Linked DNA regions of Zea mays: regions 1 and 3 are each linked to region 2. Evidence: chromatin contacts called from public ChIA-PET and Hi-C data. All regions are on one chromosome and are shown on one strand. The core of a region is the stretch at or near the end of the contact, and the rest is flanking DNA. Distances in the headings are between cores, read along the strand shown.

What was found. Hi-C and Micro-C count contacts between places; a contact is called where the count stands out from the background. ChIA-PET counts read pairs in DNA pulled down with a chosen protein or histone mark.
Region 1: an H3K4me3 ChIA-PET map of seedling shows a contact between it and region 2, with 4 times the contacts expected there. The contact joins the promoter of LOC100284630 here to the promoter of LOC103639007 in region 2. A contact is called at or near these places in 4 of 25 Hi-C or Micro-C datasets (ear, endosperm, leaf and 1 more) and 1 of 3 datasets of contacts at active chromatin or transcription factors (seedling).
Region 3: a Hi-C map of endosperm shows a contact between it and region 2, with 7 times the contacts expected there. The contact joins the promoter of LOC100276005 here to the promoter of LOC103639007 in region 2. A contact is called at or near these places in 5 of 25 Hi-C or Micro-C datasets (bundle sheath, endosperm, leaf and 1 more).

Annotation. Positions count from the first base shown.
Region 1 is chr9:125,647,302-125,651,275 of Zm-B73-REFERENCE-NAM-5.0, reverse strand. It overlaps LOC100284630 (copper-transporting ATPase PAA1), which reads left to right and starts at 1,872. Exons shown (of 4, transcript NM_001157525.2): 1 at 1,872-2,252; 2 at 2,359-2,412; 3 at 2,783-2,936; 4 at 3,076-3,407. The coding sequence starts at 1,950. The coding sequence ends at 3,107.
Region 2 is chr9:125,781,393-125,785,031 of Zm-B73-REFERENCE-NAM-5.0, reverse strand. It overlaps LOC103639007 (calmodulin-binding transcription activator 1), which reads right to left and starts at 1,531. Exons shown (of 13, transcript XM_008661785.3): 1 at 1,075-1,531; 2 at 360-479. The coding sequence starts at 1,117.
Region 3 is chr9:125,575,128-125,578,825 of Zm-B73-REFERENCE-NAM-5.0, reverse strand. LOC100276005 reads right to left here and starts at 2,437. Exons shown (of 9, transcript NM_001149901.1): 1 at 2,348-2,437; 2 at 1,561-1,674; 3 at 78-535. The coding sequence starts at 1,584.

The DNA of each region.
Region 1 (3,974 bases), core at 623-3,122, 130 kb after region 2:
GATTCAATTGGAAGCTCGATAGTGGAGAAGGTGGGGAGCATCCGATAGGAGCCAGAAGCGGGGCACTACTTGAGCGTGGAGAAGGCCTGCGACTCTTTACGGAGTTACTCGACCGTGGTGCTTGGCCCTTGCGTGGGCTACCCTTTGTGTAGGGGCACCAACGAGGATTAGTTGGGAACTTGCGCGGTTCCGGATACCTCTGTAAAAATACTAGCATCATCCACGAGAGTTTGCAATCTCTACCTTTGCTCTTTAGATTCCGCATTTACTTTAAGTACTTAAGTTTCAATCTCTCTTTCCTAGTTTAGAATATATATATATATATATATATATATATGATTGGAACTTAGGTTGCATAACTCTTTTGCGGTAGAGATAGCAACACTTAAACAAAACCTAGATTGCACGTTCTTGTTTAGTTATTTTGAAAGGGAAATAGGCTTAAACATTTACTATAATCGATTTTGGTGTTTGACGTCCATCATAAACCACGTGGACTAACTAGTTTGCCTAGTTGTCATTTATCTCAGGTGCATAAAGTACAACACAATCCAATAAAGAAAATAAGTTGGAGAACTCTACATAGTTTAGAGCAAATAGAAGCATTGGTGATGCCAGTGGCGCACCGGACACTGTCCGGTGCCCAGGCCAAGGCACCCACGAACTGGCCGCTCTCTGGTTTTTCCTAGAGTCACTCCGCTATAATTCACCGGACTGTCTGATGTGCACCGGACATGTCCAGCGAGCCAACAGAGCAACGGTCAACTGCGCCCAACGGTCGACTGCGGTGAACAGTGAACAGTGCAGAAGCAGAACGCACCGGACTGTCCGGTGCCGCAAGAAGACAAAGTACTTCAACGGTCAACTGCTCCAAACCCCAACGGTCGGCTGACGTGGCACACACCGGATAATGAACAGTGTGTTTCAGGTACATAGGTTAACTTTCGGACTGAGAAAGTGTGTTTCAGGTACAACACAAAGAATCAACGAAGCAGATTTAAAACCAGAAATGAGAAGGTATGGAACTTCGGCTATGCACAGGCGTTGCAAAGGCGTGTACCAGCTTCGTCGCCGAAGGCCTTGATGTACAAAGCACAAAAGAAGAGGCTCGATACTTGTTTCTCCATATAAATTTGAAATTTAACTTATACGTGGAGAAAAAGACAAATATCAATATTTATCTTTTTGTTTTTCTATGTAAAAGTTGAATTTTAAGTTCATATTTTTAGACTGATTGAGGACATCGTAACTTAAGTTAGAAAAATATGTGAAAATTATGATTATTATTTTATATTTAGTTTTGTATCATTAAAGCTATTACATTATATGATTTTTAACCTATCAAAATAATTATAAAAACCATAATATTTTTTTTCTATGGAAGACAAATTTTGTTAAGAGGTAGCTTGAATCAACTCAAATATGTGGAGAGGTAAATTAAACTAAAATATAGTTAAGGGGTTATATGTACATTGCCCATAAGTGAGGGAGTAATTTAGACTTTTTTATTTATATTATGAATGTCATTACTTGTATAAGAGGTATTTGGTTTATAGTGACTAATTTTTAGTTCCTCCATTTTATTGTATTTTAGTTTCTAAATTGTCAAATGTGGAAACTAAAATTCTATTATAGTTTACGTATTTAATAATTTAAAAACTAAAATGTAATACAATGAAGGACTAAAAATTAGTCCCTTTAAACGAAACGTCCCCTATGTCTAGACAAAATTTTAAAAATGTATTTTTTGTGCAATGGAGAAAAAATTCGTACGGTCTGATGGCAGGAACACGTGAAGCAGGAGCGCACGACTGCCACGGGCCCACGGCAACTCTGGTCTGCAAAAGGCCAGCGAGCAAATCGAATCCGTTGGACTTGGACATAACGCAACGCCCGCCGCGAAAAGCACTACCGGCCTGTGCTGCTGTGGTAGTTAGTTTCAAGCAGCAATGGAAGCCGTGGTGGCCACGACGACAACGAGGGTGTCCTTCCCTCTGCTGCCCACCGCGGGGAGGCCCCTGCTCCCGCCGGTCCTGGCGCGGCCCCGCCGCGGCTTCGCCTCCGTCTCCGCCACCTCCACATCCGGCGCAGGCGGCGGCGGGGGGCGCTCATCTGCAGGCGGCTGCGGCGGCGACGGTGGAGGGGACGACTCCGGTGCCGGCGCAGCCGCGGCCGCCGCGGCTGTGGCGGCTCTGGGTGAGTCCGAGCAGCAGGAGGACGGCGACTCTGACGCAATCGTGCTCCATGTCGGGGTAACGCTCGTTCCCGTGTCTGAACCTTGACGCTACGATTTTGTTCCGATTGATAGCCGCCGGTATGAGCTGCTGTGCTGCCTGCTGCGTGCGTGCGTGCGTGCAGGGAATGACGTGCGGCGGATGTGCGGACAAGGTGAAGCGAATTCTGGAGAGCCAGGTCCGTTAAGAGTTAGCACTAGCAGCAGTGCAAAGCTTGCAACTCTGCTTCCTCTCATATCGTCTCTCCATTTGGCCCTTGGCGTCGGTTCTGGAAACAGATTCAAAATCGGATACACTAGACTCACAAATCTTATGGTCTAGTCTGTTAAATTTGCAAACAAATTATCTGCTGCGAATGACACGACTGTAAAATCAGCACTTGCATACGCAGTTGCTTTCGGTTCTTATTAGCCAAGCCAATTTGTACCTGGCATGTTTTGCACTGTACAGTATGCTGCTTCTGTGTGTGACACCTCCAAGTGCCGCCATCACCTTGCATCAAGTTATACCACCATGTAACCGAAGTTTATTTGGATTATTTTTGGCAGCCTGAGGTTGCTGCAGCTACAGTTGATGTCGAAAAGGCCACCGCTATTGTGTGGACGACACCTGAAGCGAAGGCTACCAAAGACTGGCAAAAACAATTGGCCGAGAAACTTGCCAACCATCTCACCTCTTGCGGGTTCCAGTCTCATCTGCAAGGTGTGAAGGGTACATTTGTTTCATCATTCAATCCATTCATACAAACGCATAATTAAAGTTGCACCGATTGAGATGTTCTTGTCAACTGAAGCATGTCACCTTCCCAATTGATCTTTGTTTTCTTTGTTATTTTTTTCAGACGAAGGCGAGGCTGAACAAACTGATGCTTAACCTCAGCAGTGCATTACGTATGTATGACTATGAGTGGCCAGGAAGTTTTAGCATGGAGGGTCCTTGCATGAAGCAATGTCTCCCACTTCAGAAGTTGTTACATGCGGGTCTACGATGTACTTCTTTTATTTATTTGTCGCAGTTTAGTTCAAAAATGAACTCGCAGGAAGTTTTTATGCCGTTATATTGTTGTTAAGGACTTGTGGTTGAACTTCGAAACAGCTGAACTGTTGAGTATCGAAGGCGAACTAGCGATAAAATAAAATGATGAAGTATCGTACAAGCTTACTCCTACAGAAACGTTTGGAAAGATTTTGAGGGCCTGTTTGGTAAATGTTTCTTAAAACCATGATTTTACAATACTACACTTGCAATTGCAATTGTCATGACAATATTATAGTTTTAGTCAGCTACAAAACTAATAGCTATTATTTAGATACAACATTGTAGTTTATGGTATTTAGATAAAAGCTAGGCATACTATTCAAACTTTAAGTTGGAGCCGAGTCTTCAATACTCCAAAGATACTATGGTATCTAAAATACCATGATTTTAAAAATACAATTTACAGAAACACAATTAAACATCTTATTGTATAAAGTACTATAATATTCATATAAACCATTGTATTGTCTAAAAACTATAAAAATATTTTACTTCTAAGTAGGTCTTGAGTTTGTTTGGTTCTGCTGAAATAAAAATATTAGCCATGAAAAACTGTTATGAACTAAAATATAGACATACATATTTCTGTTCACCTTCGAATGAATGATAATGAATATAGATATACATACAAACTATATTTATAGGTTAATTGATAAATATATATTTAGTCTAAAACGAATTATATTTAGAATATAGAGAGTA
Region 2 (3,639 bases), core at 282-2,781:
AAACTATTTACCATAAAATTTACCCACCAGATCCCCCAACACATCAAGTTGTGCCAGATTTCTGTTTCAGAATGAGAACATGTTTTCGATGGCTTCATAGCAAGCAGAGGAAGACCTGTCGAGCCCGCAAAGCAAGCGAAAAATTTACCATAAGCTGTATCACTAGCTACTCCAAAGAAATATACACAGCCGAAATGCCCATGCCAAGCTGCCAGCAGACAACAACTCTTCCATAGCCCACAGCATAAATACATCACGATTGCTAATGGAATTTAATAAGCATATTTATGAGGCCAGTGTTCAGAAGCCACAGCATGCACCTAAAGAGAGCACAAAAAACATAGGGAGAGAAACCGTACTCCTCGGCATGTTGGGCGGCTCGGCGGCGATGGAGAAGAGCTTGTAGTTGGACAGTATCTCGCAGATCTCGGTGGGCCGCAGCCACCGGTTCTGAGCCTCCTGCAGTATCTGCGAGATGTCTGCAGATTCATTCACGACGAGGTTAGTTAGTTAGTCCCCGGTTAGTCAACGCCAACAACTGCTCCGACCAGGCGACCACCACCACTCGCATACGGTCCTCGACTCCTCGTTCTTGGTACCGAAACCCCTTTTTGTCTGCTCTGAATTATTGGTCGGAAAAGTCAGCAAAACGCCAGAGAGAGACTAGCCCCAGTCGCTTTCTTTCGAAAAACAAAATACGTGGCCGATGAAAGAGAAACTCATCCCGTCATCCAGCTCGAAATTCCGCGGGGCGATAGAGCGAATTTGCAAAGGCCGGGAATGGACCGGGGTTTTTTTTTTTGTAGATATAAAAAAAAGAGGGTGAAATTTCGCGGGGACTGCAAGTGCAACTGCAAGAACATGGGACGCACGGCCCTTTTTCCAGATGTACTTAATAAAGCATTTAAGATGACTCGTCCTCGATCGACACGGCACGTGCAGTTGCTTTTCTCTCCGTCTTGAAACGAAAACGCATCTGTGGCCGTAAAACCATCGAATTCTCCGTGCTCTCCCGTGGGGAGCGCGCAAAACCCCAACCCCGGAGGAGAAGCAGACAGGAGGAGCGAGCCGTACCTGGGGGTTGGCCGGGCAGCACGAATTTGCGGGTGTCCGCCATGGCGCCTCCCCGATCAAGACAGAGAAGCAAACACTCCTCCTCCTCCCCGTTTGCCGAAGCGGTCGCTCGCGTGGCGGCCGGTCGGTCGGAGGCGGGCGCGCTTAAAACGGGGCGGAGGGAGCGAGGGGGCGCCGAAGCTTCGGGGAAGGGAGGAGGAACGGAGCGGGAGAGCGGGGCGCCGTCGCGCTGGGAAAATTTATTGGCGGGACGGAGGGAGAGAGAGGGTGGGGGTGGGGGTGATGTCTGAGTCTGACGTGACGACGAGGCGAGAGGGCGGGCGAGCGCGGCGGTGAGTCAGTGAGTGTGAAAGGGTGCGCAGAAAAGTAAAAGCGTCGTGGGGCGGAAATGACGGGCGTGTCCCTGGAAGAGGAAGCCTACCAGGAACGGGGTGGGTGGCTGGTGGTCAGGTCACCGGGGGTGGGTGCGTCTGTGCTGTCGTCGCTACTGTAGTAGGACACTTGGCCTCTTGCGCGGAGAGAATCCGCCGTTTTCGGATCAGCCCTTCCTGCCCGGCTGCCCGTCCGTCCTCCTCTGATTTTAGTTTATATAGTTCGGACACATGTTTTTGGTGGGAAGGAAGCATGCAAATTTCGTGTTTGGTCAGAGAACTATTTTTATGCGAAGAGCACTTTGATCGCTGGCCAAAAGTTAAAAGGATAGAGTACAAAATTTTCCCATGGTCTTTACCCTTTGGTCATATAAGATACTATTGCTTGATATAAAGTTAACAATTTTGTTTTGAAAACTTGAACGGTAAGTTTTATAATTTTACTAGTCACAAACACTACTATGACGTGTGAACCGAGCAGAGATGACAAAGGCTCGATTTCGATTTGTGGTGGGGAATTCTTGTATGATAAGGTGATTTCGTCCCCAGAGAGATCAAAACAGTGAAAATTAGTCCACATCGAGCTTGCGGGGACGGAATGTGTGGGGAACAGATATCCGCCGGCGCACCACGGCTCGATTACGTCTCGTAGGCCATCCAAATGGCTCCTAATGGGCCGCCTAAAAGATGCCCAACGGGCCTCAGTCGGTTGGCAATCGCAAACGTCCAGGGAAGACACGGGCGTAGGGCGCGAAAAGATTCGGTCGTGCCCTGTGCATGTGGCGTATGAGAACCACGGTGGATGACTCGTCGACCGTGGTTGGACGCAACGTGGCGTGGGTGTTGTGGGGGACAGATATCCCTGGGTCCACTGGAAGGCTAAAAGACCTCGCGAAAGGCCTGCGGGCCCAATAATTCGCAAGGTCATCCCTTCGTGGGCCTGAGAAGGCACGTCCGGTAAAGTGGATTGACACAAGATTGGATTAACGCAGGCCCAGACGGCCCGATGGGTTTGAACGGCAACCGTAACAAGGATCCGACCTTCCCGCGCAGAGGCCTCATACATCGGAACTAAGCGGAGCCGGAGATAGGTCGGCGGAATTATAGGAAGATAGGCTCAGTTGATTCACTATTAATTAGGTTCACATTGTTATCATATCCACATATAATGCCCCACGGTCGAGTATATAAGGCCTAGGGGGCATCCACTCAAAAACATATCTCACTACTTAGCCATCCACCTAGTTCTCTAACATCCTCGATACTAGAGAACCTCCTTGTAACCCACCACACAAAGTATTCACGCCAGGACGTAGGGTATTACGCATCTTAAAGCGGCCCGAACCTGTACAAAATTGTCCACTGTCTCTCGTGCGTCTAGCGCGAACCATCGAGCTACAATCGGTGACACCGTCCTACTCCAAAAAGCACCTCGAGGGGCAACCCTGGGTGCGCAGTCGGACCCAAAGCACCGACAGCTGGCGCGCCAGGTAGGGGGTGTGTCACTGATCCAAGCTAGCTCAATGGCCATCACCTTCCAGCGCAAGATCGTCCTCCGCCCTAGGTCCATGTTCTGCTTCGGAACCATTTCATCTGTGGCAGATGAAGAAGGAACTCTACATCGCATCGCGGATCCGCTGGAGAAAAGGCCTTCTACAACAATCTCCGGAAAAATCGGAGCGAAGCAAGAAAAAACGCAGCCTCCAACGCTCCGAACAAAGATTCCCTCCTGCAAACCAGGAACAGAGGGGCCATTTACCCAAAGAACCCCGTTGTCCACCTCTTCCACAGAGACATGGACACAGGTCACTAGGAGAAAGGAGGTGAACAAGGTCAAGGATCGTTTGCTCTTCCAGTACCTCCGCCCTCAAAGGAGAACGGAAAGAAGCTCGTCACTATGACAGTTCCATTCTACCCCGACATCCTCTTCATCGGAGGAAGAGTGGAATCAACTCCCATCTCCGACGATGAACCAACCGCGCCAGGAGAAGAACCTCTTCAGCGGGAATCTCGCCGACGAAGGAACCGACGCCGAAACGTTCGGTGACATCACGAAGCCGGAGAGCGGGACCCGGTGCAGCCCGTGTTACGAGATGAGGTCTCGAAGATGGGAGAAACTCTAGAAGATCAGGTCTTCAGGGAAAGGAGGAATTCCCGACGACATGATCGTCGGCAAGCTCAAGAGCAGGCTGAA
Region 3 (3,698 bases), core at 1,188-3,687, 210 kb after region 2:
AAAAAGGGAAAAACTAGAGTTAATTATCTCATTACACAAATTAAGATTTTAGCCAGTAAGCTAGAAGTTCTGAATACCTGAATAATGTATCGACATCCTCAAAATTGTCAATGCCAGGCCATTCGATGTAGTTTAGATCATTATCTCCATAAGTGAGGCTATCCTGGGGAGCACTGTGGTTATTGAGAATGGACGAACCATTGTTCAGTGCAAACTGACAGGAGTTCCAGTTATCATCTGGACATCTGGTCTCAGTTATTGTATTTTCTTCTCTCAAAGGAAAGGCAATGGAGCCATTTTTGTAGTCACCAGCGCAGCTTATATTCTGGGATAATACCCCGTTCGCATGTTGGATGTTCTCTGAATTACGTTTCAGTGAACCTGAGCTATTTGTACCGGGGATGACACCTTGGATTTTCTCATTAGCAACTGCATGCTTCAACTTCTTACTACTAATGACACCAGAAGCCTCAACTCCACCTTTATGTTCGTTGCTACTGCTGTGGGCAAACTCATCAGTGAATTTACCTTCGAACTGTAAAAGCATTATTAGTCATAGGCCTACAGCAGGAAAAAATAGCAATTCGAATGGAATGTCAAGATAAACGAGGGTCCAGAGAACATAAACAACACACTGTTAGGGCTAGTTTGTAAACTTAAATCCCCTTCGGGATTGAAGGGGATTGGACAGGAAATTAGTTCATTTCCACCCCAATCCCCTCTAATCCCGAAGGGGATTTGAGGTTCCCAAAGTAGCCCTTAGTGACCAAGGTCCAGCGCAACAGATGATTGTGACTAGGGTATGAGTTCAGCATCAAGTTGATTAATGCTACACTTGTAGCGTGTCAATCAAACATTGAAATTTTAAACACTGGTCAACTTACTTCACCAAAGCAGGCACTAGGAAAGTAGGAAGTAGGAACTTTTACTTGGGGCTAGCCCACTAAACCCCCACTCATCTAGCCAGAGCAAAAACAATTGTGGATCTATTATGGGTGGCAAGCGCACTTCAACGAAATGAACACTGGTACTTCCACAAGTCAGCACAAAGCTTAACCTGCTTGCCTAACTGATGATGAGTATCAATAAATAAATCAAAGCCATCCAAGCTAACTAGGCAGCGAACGAACTTGAAGCATAACCCAACTAGCTTGAATTCTAGATATAGAAATAATATCTCATTGTTACATCAGCTGGTTGAAATGGAAATAAACGTGCATACCAGGAACCTTATGTACACAGTCCCAAACCACGGCGGGCTAATTCTTTAATCTGTATACTTGCACAGATTATATGGAATTGAATAAAACTATCCTCACACGCACCTACCTATGTGTTCTTCCTAATTTTTCCACTTCTTATCGTCCACTAAATCTAGGTCACTGTTATTTGTAAAATGTTTTTTCCTATATTGCAAACAAATGCATTCCACATCATTGGTTATAATCTCATGTATAAAATGCAGTGGCTTACAAATAGAAGTGAGATGCTACGTTTATCAAGAAATTCCGAAACTTTTCACAAAAAGAAAGAGAGAAGGAATTCATGAACTGAGATTACCTCACGCACCCTCCAATCTTGCATCCCTACCAATTCTATCCGGGTCCGAAACTATACCAGTCCACCGGATTTGAGATCATATTCAACTCAGTATCCCCAGTTCTTGACCAACTACTACAAATTACCAAAAGGACAGAAAATTAGATGAATTATCCGCAAAAAAAAAGAAGCTGTAGGCTAAACAAATAATCATATTCCGAAACAGGTCGCTACAACAGTAATTATATTCAAACAAAACTACCGCAGGAATGTTCAGTTGCCAGCCCACCTTGGGCTCAGATCAAACAGCGCTGGAAAACACGGAAAGCTTGTGACGCATACATCTCACCGAAGGGGCCTAGAACTCTACAATAAAGAACAAAAAAAACAGGGAAATCGAATAGACATGTTGTCACCTTCCGGAATCAAGAGCTGTGGATCAGAAGCTGCAGAAGCAAAGAAAAACCAACAGTAGGGAAAAAAAAAAGCAGACAGTAGTATCACAGTAAAGCGCTCCAGCAAAGATCCAAAATGGTATCTTCCTTCAGAAACAGAGAGAACGAAGAAGAATCGCCACAAGGACACCAAACACCAGTCAGACAGAAGGTGGGGGGCGCGCACACGACCACCAGAAACCAGTCGCCAGAAACGAAGGGGGGGTAAAAACGCCTCTTAACCCAAGAACAGATAGGAGGAACTCAAGGTTCCCAGCCCCGCAAAGGAGGCAAGAACAGCACCGGGCCAGCTCAAAGACGACAGGAAACGATTAGAGAGGGAGAGAGGAACTCAAGAGCAGGATGGATCTTACCAGCTTCTGTTTCGGGAGGACGGCGGCGCCGGCGCAGGCTTGCTCGCTCCAGTCCAGTCCACGTACCGCCGCTGTATCTAGATGGTTCCTGAGATTACCCCTTCTTTTTTTTTTTCCTTTCTCGCTCCACCACCAGCAGCAGCAAGACTTTTTTTTCTCGTTTTGTTTTGGCACAGGCTGGATGAGATGAGAGAGACGATGAGAGGGGAGATGGGCGTCTCGCCTTGAGCACCAAATTACCAGAAGGATCTTTTTAGAGGAGAAAAAAAGAAGAAATTGTTTGGTAACTATAACTAGCGGCTGGGAGCGGGCGTGGTGGGCCCTGGGCGGTGCCGAGGTAGTGGACACGAGGCGCCGGCGCGATCCGATCAGTTGCCGGCGCCCCATTGGCTGCTGCGCCCCCGCTTGCGCTCGCGCCTCGCGCCCGCGCTGATCCATTCCCAGCCGATGCGCGTGCGAGTAGTATGCGAGCGAATGCGACAGACAGAGACAGCGACGCCGCTTCGGTTTGGTCGGCTCGGCTTCGGCTTGGCCTAGCCTAGATGGGAAACCGGGCGGTTTTCGCGCTGCGTTTTTACTTTTTTTATTTGAATTATAGGATGCTCACGAGACACGTGTACTTTTTTTAAGTTGCACCTTCGTTTCTGGGCTTCAAGTGGCAACCGGACCTCGGCTTGGCCGGTAGTATATTCCTTTTGTCATTGCTCGGTCCAATGTCGCATAGGTGGGTGGTCAGAAGCCCACCAGAGCACGTCCCGGTCCTTGATCTCTCTGTCTCACGAAACGATTTCCACATGTTTTCGTTTGGATTAGAGAGGATGGAATGGATATAGCCGTACAAGGATCTGTTTCATTTACTCCAGAACAGATCCTTTTCCAGGGATAGGCTCATTTTTTTCTAATAAATTATAAACTAACACTTAGTTTAAAATTTGATAAAAAAATTATATAATCTAAACAGATTATAATCCAAACAAACACCCCTTAAATCGATTCAGCTGAAATGATAAGTTTATTTATGGAGCTTTGTGAGCATCAGGATGCCCTCCCTCCCCACCCGCTCTCCCCCCCACGGCGACCGCGCTCCCCCCGCCGCCGCATCCGCCCGATCTGTCGTTGTCCCGTCGTCCTCGGCAGATCCCACCCCCAGGAAGCCAGATCCCACCCAGCGTACTCCCCTAGCACCGCTAGCTCGGCCTCCCATGCCCCTGCCCCCGCTGCCGCCGCCTCCACCTGCCAGCCTACCCCAGGTCCTTCACTCCTCCAAGCGCGTTCGCTTTGCATTGACTGCGAGCGGCGCGCCAGACGTCACTTACCTCTCCTCCCCCAAATCCACCAGCAAATCCAGTCG